Regions from separate parts of the Danio rerio genome. Here region 1 is linked to region 2. A link is a contact called in public Micro-C data. All regions are on one chromosome and are shown on one strand. The core of a region is the stretch at or near the end of the contact, and the rest is flanking DNA. Distances in the headings are between cores, read along the strand shown.

The links. A called contact is a pair of places that touch in the nucleus more often than the background predicts.
Region 1: a Micro-C map of caudal fin shows a contact between it and region 2, with 5 times the contacts expected there. The contact joins the enhancer-like site here to the promoter of kif26ab in region 2. A contact is called at or near these places in 2 of 18 Hi-C or Micro-C datasets (caudal fin and embryo).

The regions. Positions count from the first base shown.
Region 1 is chr17:50,883,661-50,888,488 of GRCz12tu, reverse strand. All of the region lies in intron 3 of kif26ab (kinesin family member 26Ab), which reads right to left. Among named protein-coding and RNA genes, the nearest start is that of kif26ab, 77 kb to the right of the region's middle. Within about 2 kb of position 1,423, at least 3 of the 62 cell types and tissues checked have an H3K27ac peak or open chromatin away from gene starts, as enhancers often do. A contact at or near this core is called in caudal fin, where this site is marked.
Region 2 is chr17:50,807,385-50,812,731 of GRCz12tu, reverse strand. It overlaps kif26ab (kinesin family member 26Ab), which reads right to left and starts at 3,765. Exons shown (of 15, transcript XM_005158960.5): 1 at 3,305-3,765; 2 at 467-703. The coding sequence starts at 3,439. It overlaps LOC141378417 (a long non-coding RNA gene), which reads left to right. Exons shown (of 3, transcript XR_012393022.1): 3 at 1-583.

The DNA.
Region 1 (4,828 bases), core at 174-2,673, 78 kb before region 2:
CAATTCCTTTGTCTTTATGCTTGGTTTGTGCTTTGACATGCACTATTAACCCTGGGACCCTATATAGACAGGTGTATGCCTTTTCAAATCATGTCCAATAAACGGAGTTTACCACAGTTGAACTCCAATGAAGCTGCTGAAACATCTCAAGAATGATCAGTGGAAACCGAATGTACCTGAGCTCAATTTAGAGCTTCATGTCAACGGCTGTGAATACTGATGTACATAAGTTTTTTCAGCTTTTTTTAATTTTAATAAATTTGCAACAATTTAATTGTCATCATGGGGTATTGTTTGTAGAATTTTGAGGAAATAAATGCATTAAATCAATTTTGGAATAAGGCTGTAATATAAAAAATTTGAAAAAGTGAGCTATGAATACTTCCCGGATGCACTGTAATTGTATTAAAAGAATAGTTGCCTTTAATATCGTTTTAACCAAACCTTAGTACATAGTACATGCTGAAAAAGCATTTTGAAGCATTCATCTGAATCTAAACTTGACATCTGTCAACTTCTTTATTTTATTTTGATGTTGAATGCCCTGAACTAATCATCAAAGTGCTTCTTACCATTTGATGTTTCACTTCTCACTTTTCAGGAACACCTGTTCCAAAAGTTCTTATGTTCCTTTACCCACAGTAGCACAGGTTTAAAAGCTTCACAGAACGCAAGGCCCCTCCAAAGATTTCCTGTCAGAATCAGTCCATCTCAATGGCTTTGTCTCCACCTCTTTTCTCCCGCTGCTTGTCATTTCTCCCCACAGAAATCAGACGAGTTAAAGCTCCTTGCTCAAGGCTCTGCCGAAGTCCCAGCACACTGCATGCATTATTGTCATCCCTCCAATCTAATGAAAGGATGAAGCCTTTCCAAATTATACAAGGCACATCTTTGAACCAGAGGAAAGCATAAAGAGCTCTGTTCACAAGAGTGAGTTGTGTGTTTGGGTGAGTACCATGAGGCAGACAGCTTCTGTTGGTTTTTCAAGACATACTGGGCCAGCAGTTGGTCAAATGTTTTATTTCTTTATCCAAGGCTTTCTGCTTTGTTTGTCTGCTCACACGCTGGCTGCTAAAAGCATCAGTGGCAGCTCGCTTGCTGGAATAAAGTACTTGTTGACTAGCACAAAAAGGAAAAGCGCAGACATCACTATTGTTAACCTTTCTTCATCAACAGCGGTAACTGATGGCAGAACAAAGAGGCTCTTTCTGAGGCAATTGCAAAAGAATATAAAAGCAACATCAATAGCGCAGAAAGATGTGATGTGTATTATAGATAACGCTCGAATGCAAGGGATAGTTCAGTTGACCACCTGTTTTCTTTTTGTTTCATTTAGTTTAACAAGCTGAAGCTGTACACTTAGCACACATGAGCAGTCCTCTGTGGAATGTAGCAGTTCAGTAAGGCAGCCAGTCAATAAAATGCGGGAGTAATAAAATGAACTCCTCAAACTGTCAATCTGCCAAACCTGCATTCTGGTGATTGTACAATATACTGTATGACTGAGAGCAATACATCAGCCACATGATTAATCAAAAGGTACTTAGCCCTTATGAAATTACTGTCATCAATCGATAATAGTCCATGTTTTATATACAGTTGAAATCAGAATTATTAAACCCCCTTTGATTTTTTTTTCTTTTTTAAATATTTCCCAAATGATGTTTAACAGAGCAAGGGAATTTTAATATATGCCCGATAATATATATTTTTTCTTCTGGAAAAACGTCTTATTTGTTTTATTTTGACTGGAATAAAAGCAGTTTTACATTCTTTTAAAAACATTTTAAGGTCAAAATATTTAGCCCCTTCAAGCTATATATATTTTTCGATAGTCTACAGAACAAACCATCGCTAGTTTGTTCTGTAAACCTAGTTAAGCCTTTAAATGTCACTTTAAGCTATATAGAAGTGTCTTAAAAAATATCTAGTCAAATATTATTTACTGTCATCATGGCAAAGATAAAATAAAGAAATAAAATATTAGAAATGAAAACATAGGTCTCAAACTCAATTCCTTGAGGGCCACAACTCTAAGCTATGTGAGCCTACAGCTAAGGCCGTACTCACACCAGGTACAGTTGCCTCAAACCGAGCCAAAGCACATCTGTCCCCCCTCCCGTCTCCCCCCGACGGCCCGCACTCAGACCACAATCGGGCCTGGGCAAGCTTACGTCATTGCTGCTGTGCAGTTCAGTGAGAAGCGCTCTCACTCAGCAGCACAGTGGAGATTTCTCTAGTTATATCCTTTCAGTCGTTTGATATGCAGTGACGTGCAGTCAAATATTTCGCCAAACAGTCCTTAGGGATGCGGTGACACGCAGTCAGATATTTCCCCGAACAGATCCGCCACTTTTGGCGCTCATTATCATAAAACCCTCGTGCTGCAGTAATGAGGAAGTCTGCTGAAGGTGCGCAGCTGTCGTGCAGTGAGAGGTTTGCGTCTTTAATAAACTACGGCAGTTTGCGTTCACTGAACAGTAAGAAAGATTAATAAATCCAGATGAAGCAGTCCCTTAAAAGTCATGTCTCCTTTTCAGTTTCGGGCTTTGGTGCGTTTTGCACTGACACTACAAACATACCGCATACGTAAGCCCAAGTAAATCGCGCTCTGGCCCACCTCTTCCAACCGAGCTAGGGCCGGCCAAATGAACCGTGCTTGAGCCAGATTCAGCGCCCTCACACTTCTTAAACAATCCGGGAAACAGGCCTGGGCACAGTAAGGATGGCATAGTGTCAGTAGACCCTAATTAAGGTGATCCAACTAATTAATGTGTTCAAGACTACTAGACACAAGAGCTTAATCTAAAATTGCAAACTTTCATACTATATTAAGAGTTCCCACTTAGTTATTGCTTGATATAATTTGCAGATTTGGCATACTGTCCTGGGAGAGAACCCTAAGCTCGGCATGGAGGGTTCATCCAAACAAAGATAAGGAAAGTAGGATGAATGGGCTTATTTATTGGATGTTAGAATTATTCTGATTGGTCTAGAATGATTATTGATGTGAGACCAGCTGTGATCATTCATATAACATACTCCTCTCGAAATCACTTTATAAAACTTCATATAGTACTCTAAAATCGGGCCGAGTAGTATGTCCGAATTCATAGAATTCGAAAAACAGTATGTGAAAAGTGGATGACATACTGTTTCCGGCGAGATTCTAAAGTGCACAACAGATGGATGCTACGCTCTGCCATGATGCACTGCTAGAGAATTTATTAATGGGAGTGAAGCGACACAACTGACGCAGGTAGGTCATGTGATAATGACAAAAAGGCGGATGTAGCACATCCGAGCTCCATTCATCCTATTCACACTGAATAGAACGTACTTTTCTAATGGCTAAGTAGTATGTTTAAACTTAAGTGAAGTATGTACTAAGTAGTAGGCGATTTTGCAGTCTAGTAGTTGAAGCCCAACTGTCAACTAATTTATTTGTTATAATATTTTTATTTTGTTCATTGAATGATGGATGTTTTGTTTCTGAATGTATGTATTTTTATTTCATTTGAAAGTTTTATCTTTTGTCCTATTACGGAAGTGTCTGACTGGAAATTAGTATCCCAGAAGGTATATGAAGGGTGTGGATGTTGTCAGGGTTGGTATGATATTGGCATGAGAGAGAATATTTGCTCAAATATTGGAGAGAGCTTATACCACTATGATCCTGTGAGGATAGCAATTTCCTCCTTGAGAATCCCTAGACTATTTGTTGCTCTGTGTTTACTAAATACAGCTTTAGCCCCTAAAGCGGAGATATGCAAGTTTGTGTTAGTGGACTGCAATTGAGTATCGCCAACAACCACGAGCATCCCAGATCACCCTGAAAAACCAGGATCACTCAGTGGCTCCTCTGGCAGCACTAGATGCGATGCACCCTGCTGACTCCTTCACGAACTATAACTCCAGTTTTGTAGCATTCCCTGGCTCCGGTAAAAACGAACTGATGTCTGTTTGCCCTTTATGGTAATGAAGCAGTCGTTTTTATGCCACTATGAACACGAGCACTAACACAGGCCTGCAACGGGGTTTATTTATTTCACTATTCATTTCATATGGACAATGTTTGAGCTTTACTAAATGAACTGTTGCATTTTGATCTTTGAGTTTTGGAAAAAGAAAAAACAAAAAGCTTTATTTTGAGCCAAAACCTTTATTTCTTTTGTCTGTATACCTTTGTTTAATTGTTTTAAATAAAAATTTTAAAGGTAATTTTGTACCGGATTGGTTGTGATAATTATTTATATTAATTTGTATCATGTTGTGGGTTTCTTTTTAGGGTTAAAATATAATTGTAAGTGATCTAATTAATAAGAAACCAGGGCCTTTCCCTTGAAATAGGAAAAGGGTGCTACATAGTCATATTGGTTAGTTGGATCAGCTGTGTTTGATTGCAAAAAGCTGTGTTGTTGAAGCAAAACTGTGCAGAACTGCGGCCCTCCAGGAATTGAGTTTAAGACCTATGCCTTAAAATGTTTAAACAAAGTCTGGTTGCACATAAATGTGAGATATGCAGGATGACTGTTGGCTGTTAAGCATATTAGCATATCTTCAAATATTGAATATTTTGGTGTAATCTTTTCTTTTAAAATAAATAACATTTTATTGTAACTTAAACACCAACACTGATCTCTTCTAGATTCATTGACAAAGATATTTCCAAATCACTCACTCACTCACTTATCTTCAGCATATTCCCTGCATTTTCAGTGATCGCCAGAGCCGAATCAACCACCAGTTACTTTGGCATATGTTTTACACAACTGTATGTCCAAATCACTCGATCACAGATAACACTCACTCACTTAACACAGTCTAC
Region 2 (5,347 bases), core at 2,516-5,015:
GAACACTTGTAGATTGTATCAAAGCAGCTAATATAGTTGAAGAAAAGAGAATAAAAAGTTATAATTGTTTAAATTTTGGAACTTTTTACTATCTGAGTCAAGCAGGAAAGTAACGTAGAAGGCTGGTGTAGTTGTAGTTCAATAAAACTGATACATTTCAGTTTAGCATAAATGTCACTGTTGAATATCAGCTCAGTTTATACTGATCAGTGTAATGCAAATGTCACTTCTGAAAGCCGATCCACTGAAGAGCAACTCCATCAATGTGCACCAATTTGTTTAGAATAATAAAAATACAAACAAAAATGTTCATGCATTAATGCATAAATCAAAACAGTTCCTTGAAAGATGACATTATAAGTATAATGCTACAACATCCTACAAACAACAAAGCACCTGATTTCCCTGAGTTTGGATTAATTTGTTTGCTCCGCAGTGGCATTGAAACAATGTCTGTCTCACTGACCTTTAAGGAAGCAGGGTCGGATAGAGTGAGGGCTTGTCTCCTCAGTTCAGCCACAGTCATCTGACATTGCTTGCACAGATCCGGCTTAGCGTCATCCCTGTCTGACTCCGAGACACTCACAGCTCCTGCTCCTTCAGGTGGAGGTCTGCTGGCGCACCTCTCCTCCTCCGCTGACAGTCTTTTCCTCGGGCTCAGCTCAAAAGAAAGGGAAGACTCTCCGCTTGAACAGCCTTCCACCTTTTACAAAGACAACAAAATCAAGTAATTTAACATTAAAGCTAATTCAATTTTGATAATTATTATTAAAGGGATAGTTTACCCAGAAGAAAGAACTAAAAAGAAGATGAAGAAACCTGTAATCATTTGCTTTTCCTACTATAGATTTCTGTGGTTGCAGATTTTCAGCTTTCTTCTAAATATATTATTTAGTCAGCAGAACAGGTTTGGAACAAGTAAGGGATGAGTAAATGATGACAGATTCATATTTTGGGGGTATCCCTTTATAAAAATGCTTGTACATATAACTTTAAATAAATGTTATTACAGTTCTTAATATGAATCTTAATAAGTACAAACTTGAAGTATTGAAGTACAAACGTTTTCCTGAATGTGAAGAACGATTTGATTATTTAAGTCAACTTTCTTTTTATTACAAAGATCATTTTATATTGTGGACAAGTTCCACTGATTTTTAATGAAGTTAAATTACTGAAACACTAAATAAACTTGTATTTCTAAGAGTGCGCGTGACATGAAAGCGTGATTAAACTTTCTAAATGTTTCAAGTTACTCAGTTGCACAAACTTGCCACTCCACCAGAATACTACAACCCTCAGCTGTTTATTAGAGGACTTACAGTTGATCGGATGGTCTGGAACTCTCCTTGTGCATTCCCATGCGTTAAATCCATCATCTCGGTTTAAATGGTCAAAACGCCACTGCGGACATCTAGAGGACTTTATAGCGCCTGAAATGTGTCTATGTACAATGATGAGCAACAGAGTTCATGGATAATCAGTGGGAGCGCAATGGAAAAGCATAAGCGAGTTTCCGCGAAGGTTTGCTTTGCTGTAGTTCCATGACGACGCGCGCACGCGGGAGTGAAGTTTGACTGCTGTCTGTCAGTGAGCGCGGCTCGGTCACTTGGGTGGAGGGGTGGAGCTGCAGAAGTGCTTTTATTCAAACACAACACTTAGTTGCTGTTTCGGAGTTCTGCTTGTGCACAAACAAAAAGTGAAAATAAAGTTGATATCACAATGGAATTATTTATTTAAAACAAAATTTAAAATTATTAAAAATAATAATCATAAAAGCAAATAAAGACCCTATGGAGTGTTATAAATCAATCAATCTATCTATCTATCTATCTATCTATCTATCTATCTATCTATCTATCTATCTATCTATCTATCTATCTATCTATCTACTGTAGATAGATAGATAGATAGATAGATAGATAGATAGATAGATAGATAGATAGATAGATAGATAGATAGATAGATAGATAGGTAGGTAGGTAGGTAGGTAGGTAGGTAGGTAGGTAGGTAGGTAGGTAGGTAGGTAGGTAGGTAGGTAGGTAGGTAGATAGATAGATAGATAGATAGATAGATAGATAGATAGATAGATAGATAGATAGATAGATAGATAGATAGATAGATAGATAGATAGATAGATAGATAGATTCGCGTTTTATTATTATTATTATTATTATTATTATCATTTTAATTATTTCTATTTCTGCTTCTTCCAGCAAAAATTACGTCATCTTTTATATTATTTCAGTTCGTTCACTTGTGTTGACTCAGATATTACTGGTCTGTTGGATATTTTACGTGTTACTCTGGCGCCACCCTCTGGATATTCCTAATTCTACCTCCAACAAACCCCTTGGTCTGAAATAAATTGTGGGAATGTCTGCATATTTAATCGTTAAATGAGTATGTTATACCGACCATGTATGCCTCGGATCACGTGAATATAAATTGTATCTCAAATACAGTCAATCTTCGCCTCAAACATTCTCATCCAGTTCTTTGTCTGTGAAAGCGCAACTAGTGTAGGCTCAAGACCAAAACCATTGATAACTGACTTAAGCACAAACCTACTAACAGAAATGTGACTCTTTATGGCCGTCTATATTATATTTATAAGGTGTAGATAGGAGATAATCTCAGACGTACTGTTTTGAAATCAATATTTGTGCATAAATGTCATTTTGTGTATTTTTATATTGATATGTTAACATATAAGTCTGGTGTTTTTGCTCGTTTTTATGTTTATAACAGAACGAGAACGCTGGATATTATTTCATCATAATTGAGTTGAACTGCTGAAATCTTGTAATAGCCGAAAAACTTTAAACCGAATACAAAGTTCACAGTCTGGTGAAATAAAGAGCTTAAGTGTAAACTGCGTGTTTTAGTGTATTGTGTGGCTACTGCGCTTTCCGGGAAGTTGCTACAGCGCAGCTGATGGAGACAGTGAGCGCTGTTCGTGGTGCTGAAATGAAAAATCGCCACCCATCATCATCATAATCAGTGATAACTTACTGTTCAAAAACTGCGAATATAAAGAGAAACAACATCTTCAAGACACCTTTAAACATCCGAGTTCATCTAAAAAATCACATTATAGCCAAGACTAAAGTACCCCTGTTTTAACCAGTCCATCCTCTGATGTCAAAGTACCTATTTGTAATACATTTCAAACAGTCTCTCCGAATATATCTTAATAATACTCCAGAATCTTTTCTGTGCTACATGTGCGGTGTAAAAATGGGCACCAGAGCCCTTAGCGAGTCAACTTGTGGAGTCTTTTGTCCACTCTCAAATTTCTTACCTTGGCTTTTCGCTTTAACAGATGACTGGTAAACCCAAAAATGATGTCAGCGTCCACGAAAAACGTCCCCAAGTCAATCAACCCGGGCTTCTGCTTGTCTGCCCCAGATGACCCGTTAGAGTTTGGTAAATCCATTGTGCGGCTGTGGGTATATTTCCTCTCCCCGTTTACAGCGCTCTGGAGTTCATTTTACAAACGGTTCCCTCTGATTCCAAATCAGTGGCATGGTGTAATCCAGAGGTTCCCTTTCAGGTACATCCAACTGTTGACTCATTTAGATTGTTCGGGTTCTATTCCAAATCACTTGGCTGGTGGAAAATCATACATCCAAATTTTGACACTCATCAAAGCACGCAAGAGCCCCATACAATCCATATATGATCCGTGCACTTCTGGCATTCATCATCCTTGTGGGAAAGGCTGTCCGCGCCGCGTCTTGGCTACACTGCAGGTCTAGGAGTGAACTCGAGCGAGCCTGTTGAGGACTACCTTGAAGAACTCCACCTCTCTCTCTCTCTCTCTCTCTCTCTCTCTCTCTCTCTCTCTCTCTCTCTCTCTCTCTCTCTCTCTCTCTCTCTCTCTCTCTCTCTCTCTCTCTCTCTCTACTCTGACATCCTCGTGGCTCTTGTGTGGTCGCCCTGCTGATGCTCAGCTGTGCGCGCTCCGAGATTCAGTTCCTCGCTTGCGCTGTGACGCGTAACCTTACCAGACAAGGTATTTATAAGACCTCATGTTTACTCAATGGAGTACTCTTTGTGCGACATTTTGAGATTTAAAAATTTCCGGCAATTCTTTTAGTATTGATGCTAGCTTGCAGGAGATGCCACGTTGTGGGATGCGTTTTATCTGAATAATATAAAGAATGGCTTGAAGTAATAATGTGTAAGTAAAGGGTTAGTTCACTTCAAAATAAAAACTCTTGATTTATTCACCCTCATGACAGTCTTGACTATGAAATATGTCATCCTTTAGAACAAAAAATGTGTATTTGTCATTATATTTGAGAGGCTTAATTAATTAATTAATTAACTAATTTAATAATTATTCAATCATATTTTTTAGCTTAGTCCCTTTATTAATCAGGGGTCGCCACAGCGAAAAGACACATCAAGCAAGCATGCTTGACCAAATCTGGATGATTTAAACCCTGATCAGGGTTTACATGCAAACAAAAGTTAGACTTCTTTTTTATCATTTTGTGATCATGTCTCTTCAGAAGACTTGAATTAAACTGCTCAATTCGAACAGATTTTGTTCATCTTTTTCAACCTACATATTTAGGAAACAAAGTGTCAAAGGAGGGACAGCAATTTCACACAATATGCAAAATAGGCTATACCTCTATTTGTAATACCAACATGTACAAATCTGTGATTGTCATGGGAGGGTCTGGTAAACTAAAAATCCATTTTAAAAAAATCACTTCGGACTATATTCTTTTCACTACAAATGCACAATTTGGTTTTAAAATATCAGCTGCCATCTAAAAGAAGAATGTGTGCCATTATTTTGGTTGCTTGTCTGGTTTTCGCACTCTAATTCTTTGATTAGCCAACATGTAAAAGCTGACTTTATTTAACTTTATTTATTTATTTAGGCTATTTATTTATTTATTTTTAAGCTGATTTGTTTTGTGGCGACGGAACACTCGTTTCAAAAGTTTCTATTATTTTTAAAAGCCAGATTCTTAAAAATCAAAGCGGATCCACCAAAAGGCTCCCCGCTGCGTGCTTTCTAAGCAGCCGAATGCAAACCCGGCCTGTTTCTGAGCAGCTTAAATGCGAAGCTTAACACACACTAGATAAAGTCTGTTGTTCTCTTGGCTTTGAAAGACGAACACAGGACATTACTGCATGGCCTCTTAATAAAAACTCTTATCTCGAGCATACAGAGGAGCAAGCTATAGATAAGCAGACAGGCATTATTGCAATAATATACTCGTTCCTGTAGACTCTCTTTTGAAGGAGCGGGGTTTTGTCCCTCCGATTAAAAGGGAATTAGGCGGTTGACTGTTGACAAGTATGATGTGAGCTGGAAGTGATA